Linked DNA regions of Mus musculus: region 2 is linked to region 1. The links are chromatin contacts, called in public promoter capture Hi-C maps. All regions are on one chromosome and are shown on one strand. Each heading gives the region's core, a stretch centred on a gene start, on an enhancer-like site or on the middle of the called end of the contact. The rest is flanking DNA. Distances are from core to core; before and after follow the strand shown. Region 1 overlaps Stx8 (syntaxin 8). Region 2 overlaps Stx8 (syntaxin 8).

What was found. Promoter capture Hi-C pulls out the DNA fragments that hold promoters and counts their contacts.
Region 2: a promoter capture Hi-C map of cranial neural crest shows a contact between it and region 1. The contact joins two enhancer-like sites. A contact is called at or near these places in 9 of 39 promoter capture datasets (the C10 cell line, cranial neural crest, embryonic stem cells and 5 more), 3 of 484 Hi-C or Micro-C datasets (the N1E-115 cell line, embryonic fibroblasts and olfactory sensory neurons), 5 of 115 datasets of contacts at active chromatin or transcription factors (cardiomyocytes, double positive thymocytes, neural progenitor cells and 2 more) and 1 of 9 other capture datasets (embryonic stem cells).

Annotation. Positions count from the first base shown.
Region 1 is chr11:68,031,260-68,036,405 of GRCm38.p6, reverse strand. The region is part of intron 6 of Stx8 (syntaxin 8); the gene reads right to left. Among named protein-coding and RNA genes, the nearest start is that of Stx8, 67 kb to the right of the region's middle. Within about 2 kb of position 1,800, at least 8 of the 459 cell types and tissues checked have an H3K27ac peak or open chromatin away from gene starts, as enhancers often do.
Region 2 is chr11:68,191,866-68,196,900 of GRCm38.p6, reverse strand. The region is part of intron 7 of Stx8 (syntaxin 8); the gene reads right to left. Among named protein-coding and RNA genes, the nearest start is that of Mir6406, 27 kb to the left of the region's middle. Within about 2 kb of position 2,205, at least 34 of the 459 cell types and tissues checked have an H3K27ac peak or open chromatin away from gene starts, as enhancers often do.

The sequences.
Region 1 (5,146 bases), core at 551-3,050:
TTTGATGCTCTCAGCCCATGAGGCAGGGATCGTCATCCCCTCTCTCAGGGAAGGAAGGGAGCAGCGCCTGGGAAGATTAAGCCTGTCGCTCTTCAGTCACGCAGCTGGGGAATGGGCGGGGCGGGCCTATCCGATTCCAAAATCTTGCTCTTTACCACTGTACATCCGGCATTCTTTTCCCTTCTTATGCCCTAGGACTCATTAAGAGGTAAAAAGCCGAAAGCTGGGTAGAGGAAACATGCAAACATAAAAAGATTCTGGCTGTTCAAGAAGACCTTGGAAAACAGGGAGGCATCGACTTCCAAAGGGTGGACTGAACTCCTTAGTCGCCTTGGAAGATACATTAAGTATGGTAAATCGAACATTCCTAAGCAGAAATATAAAATCCAAATGCCCCTCAATCCAAAGCTTTCTAAGTGCTGGCTTTTTTAAAGTAGAAAATTCCACCCCTGACCTTAGGTCAAAACTCAGGTGCTGGCCAGTGCCATGGCTCGGTGGATAAAGGTGCTTCCACCAAACTTGAGCTTAGTCTCCAGGGGCTCACCTAGTGCAAGGACAGCAAGGCTGATTCCTGAACGTTCTCCTCTAACCTCCATATGCATACTGTGGCATGTGCACCCTTACATACACATTGCCAGGAATGAGATCCCACCAACATCAGATGAGTCATGCTGGTGGCCAGGGGTCATATGAGGGGTACAGCCAAAAGAGTCATCATCTCTGTCCCTTTTGCTGATGCCTCATGACAGGTGTGAACCAGGAATAGTATGACAAGTCATTTAAAAGTGTCAGCAATGCCTATGGCACCTCCAACTGCTTAGTACCACACCCTGCCCCTCTACTAAGGTCATCCATGATAACTCTAGCACTGTGAAGGACTCATGACCACAGGCCATGCTATCACTACCACCCAGAAGACGGTGAATGTCCCACTAGAAAGCTGTGGCATGATACACGTGGGGCTGAATGCCATCCCTGTATCTACTGGCACTGCCAAGGCTGTGTGTGTGCAAGGCCATCCCAGAGCTGAATGGGAAGCTCATTAGCATGGCCTTCCATGTTCCTACCCGCCCCCCCCCCCCAGTGTGTCAGTCATGAACCTGACATTGTACCTGGAGAAAGCTGCCAAGTACTATGATAGCAAGAAGGTGGTGAATCAGGTATTGGAGGGCCCACTAAGGAGAACCCTGTGCTACACTGAGGACCAGACTGTCCCCTGCCACTTTAACAGGGATGCCCACTCTTCCAGTTTTGACATTGGGGCTAACATTGCTCTCAACAACTTTGTAAAGCTCACTTCTTAGCATGACAAAGAAGAAGGCTACAGAGGCAGGGTAGAGGACCTCATGGCCTACAGAACTTCCAAGGAGTAAGAAACCCTGGACCACCCACCCCAGCAAGGACAGAGAGGAAGAGAGTGGCCCTCAGCTGCTGGAATCTCTGTCCCAGCTCAGCCCCCATCACTGAGAGGCTCCCCTCACAGGCTCCATTCCACACCCCCCCAAGGGGAGCCCTACTCTCTTGAATGCCATTAAAGTTCCCTGTACCTGCAAAAAATATATATACAAATAGATAAAAACTTAAAAATACAGGTACACAAAAATATTGCATAAAATTACTTTCAGGATACACAGACAAGGTGCACAGAAAATTCAAGTAAGTTTTGTGTTTAGACTAGGTTTGCAACCTCAAGATCTCCGGTTGTGTAATGTCAATACTCTCAAATTAAAACATACTTATCTTAAGCATTTGAGATAAGAGATATTCCGTGTATACTTCCAGGACAAAGGGCACTTAGGCTGGTGAGAAGACATGAGAGTTGAAGGGGTAGCAGCATGGAGAGACACACGCTAGCTCTTCAGGTGCTCTGTATGACTGGGAGGATCGGAGGAAGTGGACATTTTACCCTCAGAGGTATAACTGATATTAAAACCCCACACTGTTTCCAGTGATAGACGTGGCAAGATCTTGGTGCAACACACCTCCAGCCTGACAGGGGCAACCAGAAGAACATCAGCATGGCCCAATGCCCGGTGACAAATAAAATCTCAGCCTAACTGAACATGAAACAAGAGATATCATGCCATCAGTAAAAGTGAGCATTTATTAAGCACTTGCTGTGTGCATGCACTGTGTTAAGCACCACCTCGTTTTCTCCTCAACAACCTTCTGGGGACCATTACTTATCCTACTCTATTTGCCCTCAGTGCTGAGATAAGGAAATGTGATTTCCAAAGGTAATGGGGCAACCAATCAAGATGGCTAAACGAGAAGCTTTTCCGCTTACCCCACTGATGGGGACACAGGGAATGTGCATCCCTGTAATGACAGGAATGAAGCAGGTGCAGAGAGAACAAATTCTCGGTACACAAAAAACAGAACTATTCTCCAGTGATGCCAATTCTGTTTCCAAATGACTGCCTGAGATGGTTAGACAAGATAAAATGTCTTGCCAGGTGGTGGTGGTGGTGGTGCATGCCTTTAATCCCATCACTGTAAACGCAAGTAAAGCGGACATGCAGTGGGCCTCTGTGCCCTTCTGTGGTTGGTCCTTGGCAGGTACCTTGGAACTTGGATGTGGGGAGGGGTGAACTGTTAACTGATAAGTGCGGCCCAAGGTGTCTGGGCTGCACAGACAATGTGGCTTATGCTGAACACCTGCTTTCCTTCTGGTTCTCTGGAATTTGGATACCCGCCAGGGAGGAGGTAACACGCCTATGTAGTAGATGCCTTGAATAAAGCCTGGGCGATCACCTCTAATGCGATTCCCTGATTAGTAACATCTCATACACGCTGTCAGAACTCATTTCGGTGGGATTAAGCATATCCTGTGTGACTTTACTGGCTCAATGTCCTTGGAAGGTTGCCCTGGGTGCCCTTGGACTTTACTTCTGAGCCCGGCCCTTGGCTGATTCTGTTTTGTATCCTCTCATGTGATAACTAATAACCATGAGCATACCCAGTGCATGCTCATTGTTTGTGGGCAAACGCTGACTTAGTAAGCACTAGACCAGGTTCCTAAGGGAACCATGTGACCTCTATGTCCAGATCTCATCATGCAAGTTACAGTATTTTGTCCCCAAAGCAACTCATTACAGTGCTTCTATTTTCTTTGTATTTCAAAAGAAAAACAAGGCATTTAGGTCTACCCACCCAAATCAACTTCACCTAAAAGCTCCCAATCACATCCAGAGATCATCTTCTAGATTCTGTGATTCTGGATCCTGCTAAGTTGGCAATGACTGTTAGTCATCACAAAACCTTGCAACAGGACCCAGGGCCAGAACCTCCAACCTTCGGGCATCTTTGGAGGAAAGAGGAAAGAAAAATGCAGCTCGTTGCCATGTCTGACCTTAGAACATGTCAGGAATGACTCAAATTCTGTGTCGCCTTACAATCACTCAAGATTGTAAAAGTGTCACCTACACAGACGTGGGGGCTACAAACTTGGGGAGGCTCCAACTCAGCTTTAGCCCTCCCTTCTTCCTACAAAGGCACTGAGGAAGAAAACCACTGTGCAGAGCGGCAGGAGCGGAGCTCAGGGAGACCTACTCTTTGCATCTGTGATGCTACTGGATCCTTTCTGCTTGCTGTGCTGTGCTGTGCTGTGCTGTGCTGTGCTGTGCTGTGCTGAGGTGCATTCTTTGGTTCAGCTGCTACAGTAGGAGGGACTGTGGCTGCCTCCTCCTTTTCAGAGATCAAGTAGGAACTGTGGGGAAGCCCATGGGAAAGGAAGGCCGATGAGTCACCTACCCGAGCTGTCCCAAGACATAAACCAACTATGGGCCCAGAAAGAAATGAAGAAGGCATAGTCTAGAAAAGGCAAAGTCCTTGTGGCTCAATGGTCTCAGCTCATCATCAAAACTAAAGCTAGCAGCAGCAAAGCCATGTGACAAGTACCACACCCATGCCAAGCAATCATTTCTGCATACTCAGCAGACTCACAGACACTGGCTCCTAGCTGTGCTGTAATAATAATAATAATAAAAGTATATTTCTCATCTTTACCCCCTAGTTCTTAGCAAGAACATCAAAAACCTTGGAATTCCCTGATAAGAGTAGTTTTTGTTATCTTTAAGAAATGCTTTTAGATTTGTGGCAAGGAGATGATTCCTAGGAGACCTTTAAGTAATTTGAGAGGAGGACTAGCTCTATGCATGATTAGAGCACTGAAAGTTTCAGGCCCAAGCTCACCTTCAGTGGTGGCGAAGGAGGCTGGTTGTACCATGGCCAATGATCAATCAAGTACTGAAGCCTCCACGAAAACCCACCAGCAAGGTCCTGACAGCTTTGAGGGCAGGGAACACATGGATGTGCTCTGAGCACGGCACACGTGGAAAGGGCATGGAGACTCTGCACCTCCTCCCCGACACCTTGCCACATTCACTACACTACTTGGCTCTTCCAGAGTGGCAACTACTACAATAAAACCCTATAAGCACGGCACCTTCCTGAGCTCTGTGAATGTTCTCATAAAGTACCCAATTCAGAAGAAGAGTCACGGGAATTTGTAGCCAAGCAGATAGAAGTGCCTAGGGACATCTAGGACTTAATAGCTGTATCTACACTGGGATGGTCTGGGGACACTGAGTCTATAGACCTGTGGAGCATCAGGAACTGCTGGATGCCCAGGGAGAGTCAGACAGTAGTTAGAATGACAGACTGTCTTTCCTGTTCCCCCATTCGTTCCTACTCTGTTAACAAGCCTCTGTCTATAGACAAAGACTGTCCACCCTCAAGTACCTAAAACTACGAATACAAGGAACAGGATTACCTTTCCTCATCTCCCTAATTGTATTACTTTAGGGAAATTCAGCCATGAAGGTAGCAGGTGATAAGGTGGGGTGCCACTCATAGGAAGCCAAGCAAACAACTTCCACGGACTCCAAATGAAACATCTGTTCTAGCAAAGCTTCCAGAGACCCAGCCACTTTGGTAAAATACTTTATATAGCTCCTGTTAATTCATAAAAACATGCCTTTGAGTTGTAGACAGTAGAGTTCAGCGTGTTGCCTCCTTCCTTCCAGAGAGCACAACCACGCTGCAGAGATGATCCTTTTTCTCTAAGAATGGCAGACACAGAGACACAGAGGAGAGCTATCAATGAACAAGTCCTTCAGAAGACTCACTTGTTCAAAGACGAGAC
Region 2 (5,035 bases), core at 956-3,455, 160 kb before region 1:
TTACAGTGCCCAAATCCTGCTACTCACACCACAGGGCAACCACTGGTGGGAAGAACAAAGACTTGTACTCCCTAAAGGAGCCCCGTGATGGTAGCTGGCCAGCGGCAGAGCTGGCTTTGGGCAGAAGGCCCACGTCTCTGGGTGGGAGTGTCTTGGAGCTGGGCTCAGCAAGCTGGGGAGTCCCTACGGGAGAGGGCGGGCTGGACTGGTCATTCAGGTCCCTGGAGAATGAAGGTAGCACAGCATGGTGTGGGACATGCAAGTGACAATGTGGCCCCTCAAAGGACCACACAGCAAGGCAAAAATCTGGCTAACATATAGCGCCTGTGCTAGTTTGGGTTCTGACTGAAAACAGAAATGCTGGGATAAACAGTGTCTTCACTTTGTCTCCTTGTTGTGTCAGGCTGGGTAACAATCAGGGCCTTGCCTTTAGACAGCACCATGGTCTGCAGACCATGCAGAGGAAAGAAGGCAGCCTTCAGACACCTTCCTGGTCCTTTTGCCTCTGCAGGCAGACTATCTAGTCCCTCTGCATGCCGCTTCCTCAGGATAATGTGGGACATGTGCACGTTTCCCAGGGCAGCACGTGGTTTTGCCAGGATCTGGGATCTGTCATGCTGTTGCTGCTGATGGCTGGTGACTTTACTTGCAGAAGAGCATCAGCCTCCTGAAGGCACTCGGCGCGCTCCTCCCTCAGACCAGGCTTCAGAAAGGCCAGTGCTACCCAGGCGCGCCTGCGCACGCTACATTTGTGCTGGGGTGACTCTGAGAGCACTGAGGCACCTTGCCCTCTCTTCTGGAGGCCCAGCCCCACCTGGAGCGAAGCTCCGAGTGCTGTCACCACAGAGACCAGGCAGCACTGCTGGCAACGGTAGGGAAAACCCTGGCAACATGGAAATAGAAATAGAAGGGGAGGTGACAGCAGTTCCAGAGACACATCTGGGGGCCAGAGGGAGCAGCAGCTCTCAGCAGGAAATGGGAAGCAATGAGGCCACCTGAAGTGGGGGAGGGGGAAGGAGAACTGGCCTAGAAACAGGAAATTAAAAGGAATTAAGACAGTGAAGGAGGTGGAGCAGAGGAGCTGGAGGGCAGCCTAATAACGGAAGGCAGGCTCTGGACCCAGGGCCCAGCAGTCGCTCAGCATCAGGGAGCTGTGGAGCGGAGGACTAGGCCCCAGGCCCTGGACTGGCCAGCAACAGAGACCCTGTGTGAGTACTCATCTCACTGGCCAGATGTTGGGTCAAAATGAGAGGTGAGACTCGGTCAAGAGGTTCTAACGTGGAACAAGAGCACTGTTGAGAGTGCTCATAGTGCTCGTCCTGCATTGGGGAGGCTGAGGCAGGGGGATTATGAATTTGAGGTTATCCTGGGTTATATGGGAGACTTCATTATGTATTCTTCCGGTGCTACCCTAGGGAGGATTTACTCAGGAGTGTGACGTGTATCCATAATGTTCACTGAGTGTGGACTCTGTGCACAGCTTGCTCTTCACGGATCTGTCAGCCTCATGAGGGCAGCAGGAAACCACGTGCAAGTGGACTCACCTCCCAAAAGAATGCAAACTCTGAAATGCTCATGTTCCCTGAAGGGGGTGAGCAATTCTATGATGGCTGCTTCCTGTACAGAGAGTGCTGAAGCTTCTAGGTCCTATCTGTGTTCCTAAAGTGTTGCTCATTCCCCGGCTCTGAAGGAAGCTCCTCTCAGCACTCACCACCGGTCAACAGCAGAAACCAAGTGCAAATAGATAATCCTTCGCATCGGCAATCAAAAGCAGCACATTAGGAGTTGTCAAGGCAATAATTTAAAGTCAGCTCTCCGGTGCATCAATACTTGCTAAGAAACATCCCCTGGCCGTGCTGTAGGTTACCCCTGGGAATGTGACTCTATCTGGCAGGAATTCAACTGTCTTGGAAAAGCCAGGCAGGAGCACTGTTACGGATATCTTGTTTTGACAATTCCCTCTGGACCGCATGTCAAAGATCTCTGGATGGTTCCAGCCAGGCTATGGATTCACTATAACAAACTCCTTCATTCATCCTGCTTAGACCAGGCTGTGCCACCTGGCACTAATTAGGGACACCTGGCAAGGTGACCCATTGTCACCCATCAGTGGAGAAAAGTGAAGCACCTGGACAGGGTTATGAGCTCTGAGGTGAGTGCATGAGTTCCAGACGCCAGGGCGGCATGTGAGAGGTGGCCTAGTGGCTCTGGCTCGTCACCCTGACCCTGCCTCTGTACGCACAGCTGACATACAATGCTGTCCAGAAGAGGTCACCAGGTAGCTTTTGCCAGGATTCTGTGTACCTAATGGAGCACAGCCAGGGCTCAGGTGATAGCCCTGGCCACATTCAGGCAACAACAGACCCTAGACTTAGCCCTGAAGGTCCCTTAGACTTGGTTGGACAAGCCATCCCTTAAGTAACCCTAATCCCCCGAATACATTTCATGGTTTTTCTTGTTTTGCTTTGAGCCTAAATGGACAATTTTGTCCTGTTTGCAACCGCACCCCTTCAGCAGACAGATCAGCAACAGGAATACTTCTCTGGAAGAGTCTGAGTGCAGCTTGTGAGTGTTTGCTTGCTATCAGTTTAGTCTCAAGAAGGCAGCTGGGAGGTGCTGCTCCCTGGAGCACGTGGCCTTGGGCTGCAGCTCCTGACTCTGAAGGAGTCCAGCTCCAAATAGAAATCACTCTCAAGTACAGTGGCACCTTCCCCACAACAACTCCTTTTCCTGCACGGTCACATAGCCTTCAATGCTGCAAGTGCTCTCTAAATCAATGCTGTTTGAAAAGTCAAGATGCAAAAAAAAAGATGGCTCCAGTTTGGGGGCAACAGGCACTTGGGAGTAAATATCAGGGCATTACAGCTCGACCTCTGTAAACTCAGCCAACAAGAAAATGCTGGATGGACAGACCAGTTGCTTAGGTCCCTCCTTCTCCAGGACACCCATGTACCCACTCTGAGTGCCTGGTTCAGGCAGGTCCCAGGCAACTGCATGAGGGCCCTGCCACTTCTGTGCCTTTAGTGAAGGCCACATCCACTGACTTCGTTAGTGCTGGGAACTTTATGTGCACCCTGTATGTGCTATATACACCATCCAAGGGGCTGCTCAATAAACACCTAAGCGAATGACAGGTCCTCACTGCCGACATGGCTTGGTAGGTGAGCACTGCGTAGCTAGTCTCTGGAAATCTGCCTTCTGCACCTACAGCAATGAACAGAGCCAGCCGGCAAGCCGCTGCCCTCTTGACTTGATGCTGGAAGAGGCAGAGAAGTTGCAGAGACAAGTAGATAACTCAATGTAGTGGAAGCTGTTACCAGCCAGGAAGAAAGGAGAGCTTCTTTCTTCCTGGTGGGAATCTAGGTGGCAGCTCAAAGCTGTCCCCTTTCTTCAGGTTTGAGGGCCACACAGGGAGGAGATGCCAATACTTTCTGGAAATGAATCATCCAACAATGGGGTAGGGAAGCACGCTGCAGGTAAGAGGAGGGTGTCTTCCCATGTGGCATTAGGAAACTTCCAATTTTAGATGTTAATAGCATGGAAGCTTAGAAATAACACATTACGAGAGTTTCTTGGAATGAAGGGTGATGTAATGACAACTGGAAGCAGACAGGGAACTTATTATAGAAGGCTGGAGAGGAAGGCCTCAGCCATGGAGTCCAGCACTTTGCAGGATGGGAGAGGTCAGGCAGGGATCTGGTTCCTGCCTAGTCTGTGGGGGACATGGGGTCTCATATGGAGTGGGAAGTAGTGTACTTGCTGTTCCTTGGATAGCTGCTATTCATCAAGTGGCCCACTTTGACTGTTCTATGCCTAAATGAAAACTATACTTCTTAAGTTGATGGCTGCTTTTATTAGGGGCCGTTTCACTTCATCACGGCACTGGCAGAGAGCTGCAGAGACCTGGCCACCAGCTGGTCTCTGAAATTGAGAGGAAGCCAGGTTGAGGTTGTAGAAGTAAGATGCAATTAATAGATGCAAGATGTCACCCTATGCTTGAAAGACCTGGGGTAAATTCATGAGGGTGATGGTGGGGTTTCTAGACCATTTCCATGGCTCTGTCACCCTGCAGGCCTGCCCCAGCTAGCCTCAGCATTCCTTTGGACCCTAAGATGACATGAATTACATTTGGAGCCAAGGGCCACAGTGGCAAGGATACAGTGGCAAGAAAGGCAACTGTTAAGGGCTATGGGAGAAAAGAAAAGAAAAAGGCCAGCAAAAGGATAGCCAGATACCTCTTCTGTGAAAAGCCCAGTCTCCTTTCAGATACCTGGAACCTATTTGTTGTGGTCATGAAGCTTGTTCCCATCACATGAGAAAAGTTCAAAGGTCATTAGCTTTTAAGTGGACACCGTGAGGTAGTCTGAGCTCTCTTACCCATCATCTTCGTGATATGTCATAGTATGTCACCTTCCACCTGTACAGCAATGGGAGGTCCATGACATATGCACATGCGAATGAATGCGAGGTCTCCTGCTGTGCACCAAGGCAGCATGGGAGAGGCCTCTGGTCAGTGCTGGGCAGCCTCCCATCCTTGGGCCTGACCATTCTCAGCAAAGCTGGAGCTGGCCGCCAGGCTTTTCTAGGAAACTTTCTCTCCCTTACTCTTCCCCAGCTGTATCATGAAAACGGATTTCAAAAGGTTCACGAAATCCTCCAACACTGCATGTGTGTAAAAATGACTAAATAAAGAGCCTATAGATACAGGAGAATTCATATGTGGTCTGTGGGAAGTATGATGGTTTAATCTTCATCTTTGACAACATTTCCAGAGATGATTAACTGTTGGGGCATAAACAGGGGAAGACCCACTCTGAAGTGGGTGGCAGCATCCTATGGGCCGTGGTCTCAGGCTAAAGCAAGAAGAGAAAGACAGGTGAGTGTTGGCAGCCCATCTCTGTCTCCTGAAATGTCCAGAAGTGATCGAGCAGCCTCTGCCACCAAGCCTTCACCACCAGGATGGACTGCAGACTCTCAAACTGTGAGCCACAATGCATCCTTCTTCCTCAAGCTGCTTTCTGTTAGTCAATCTATT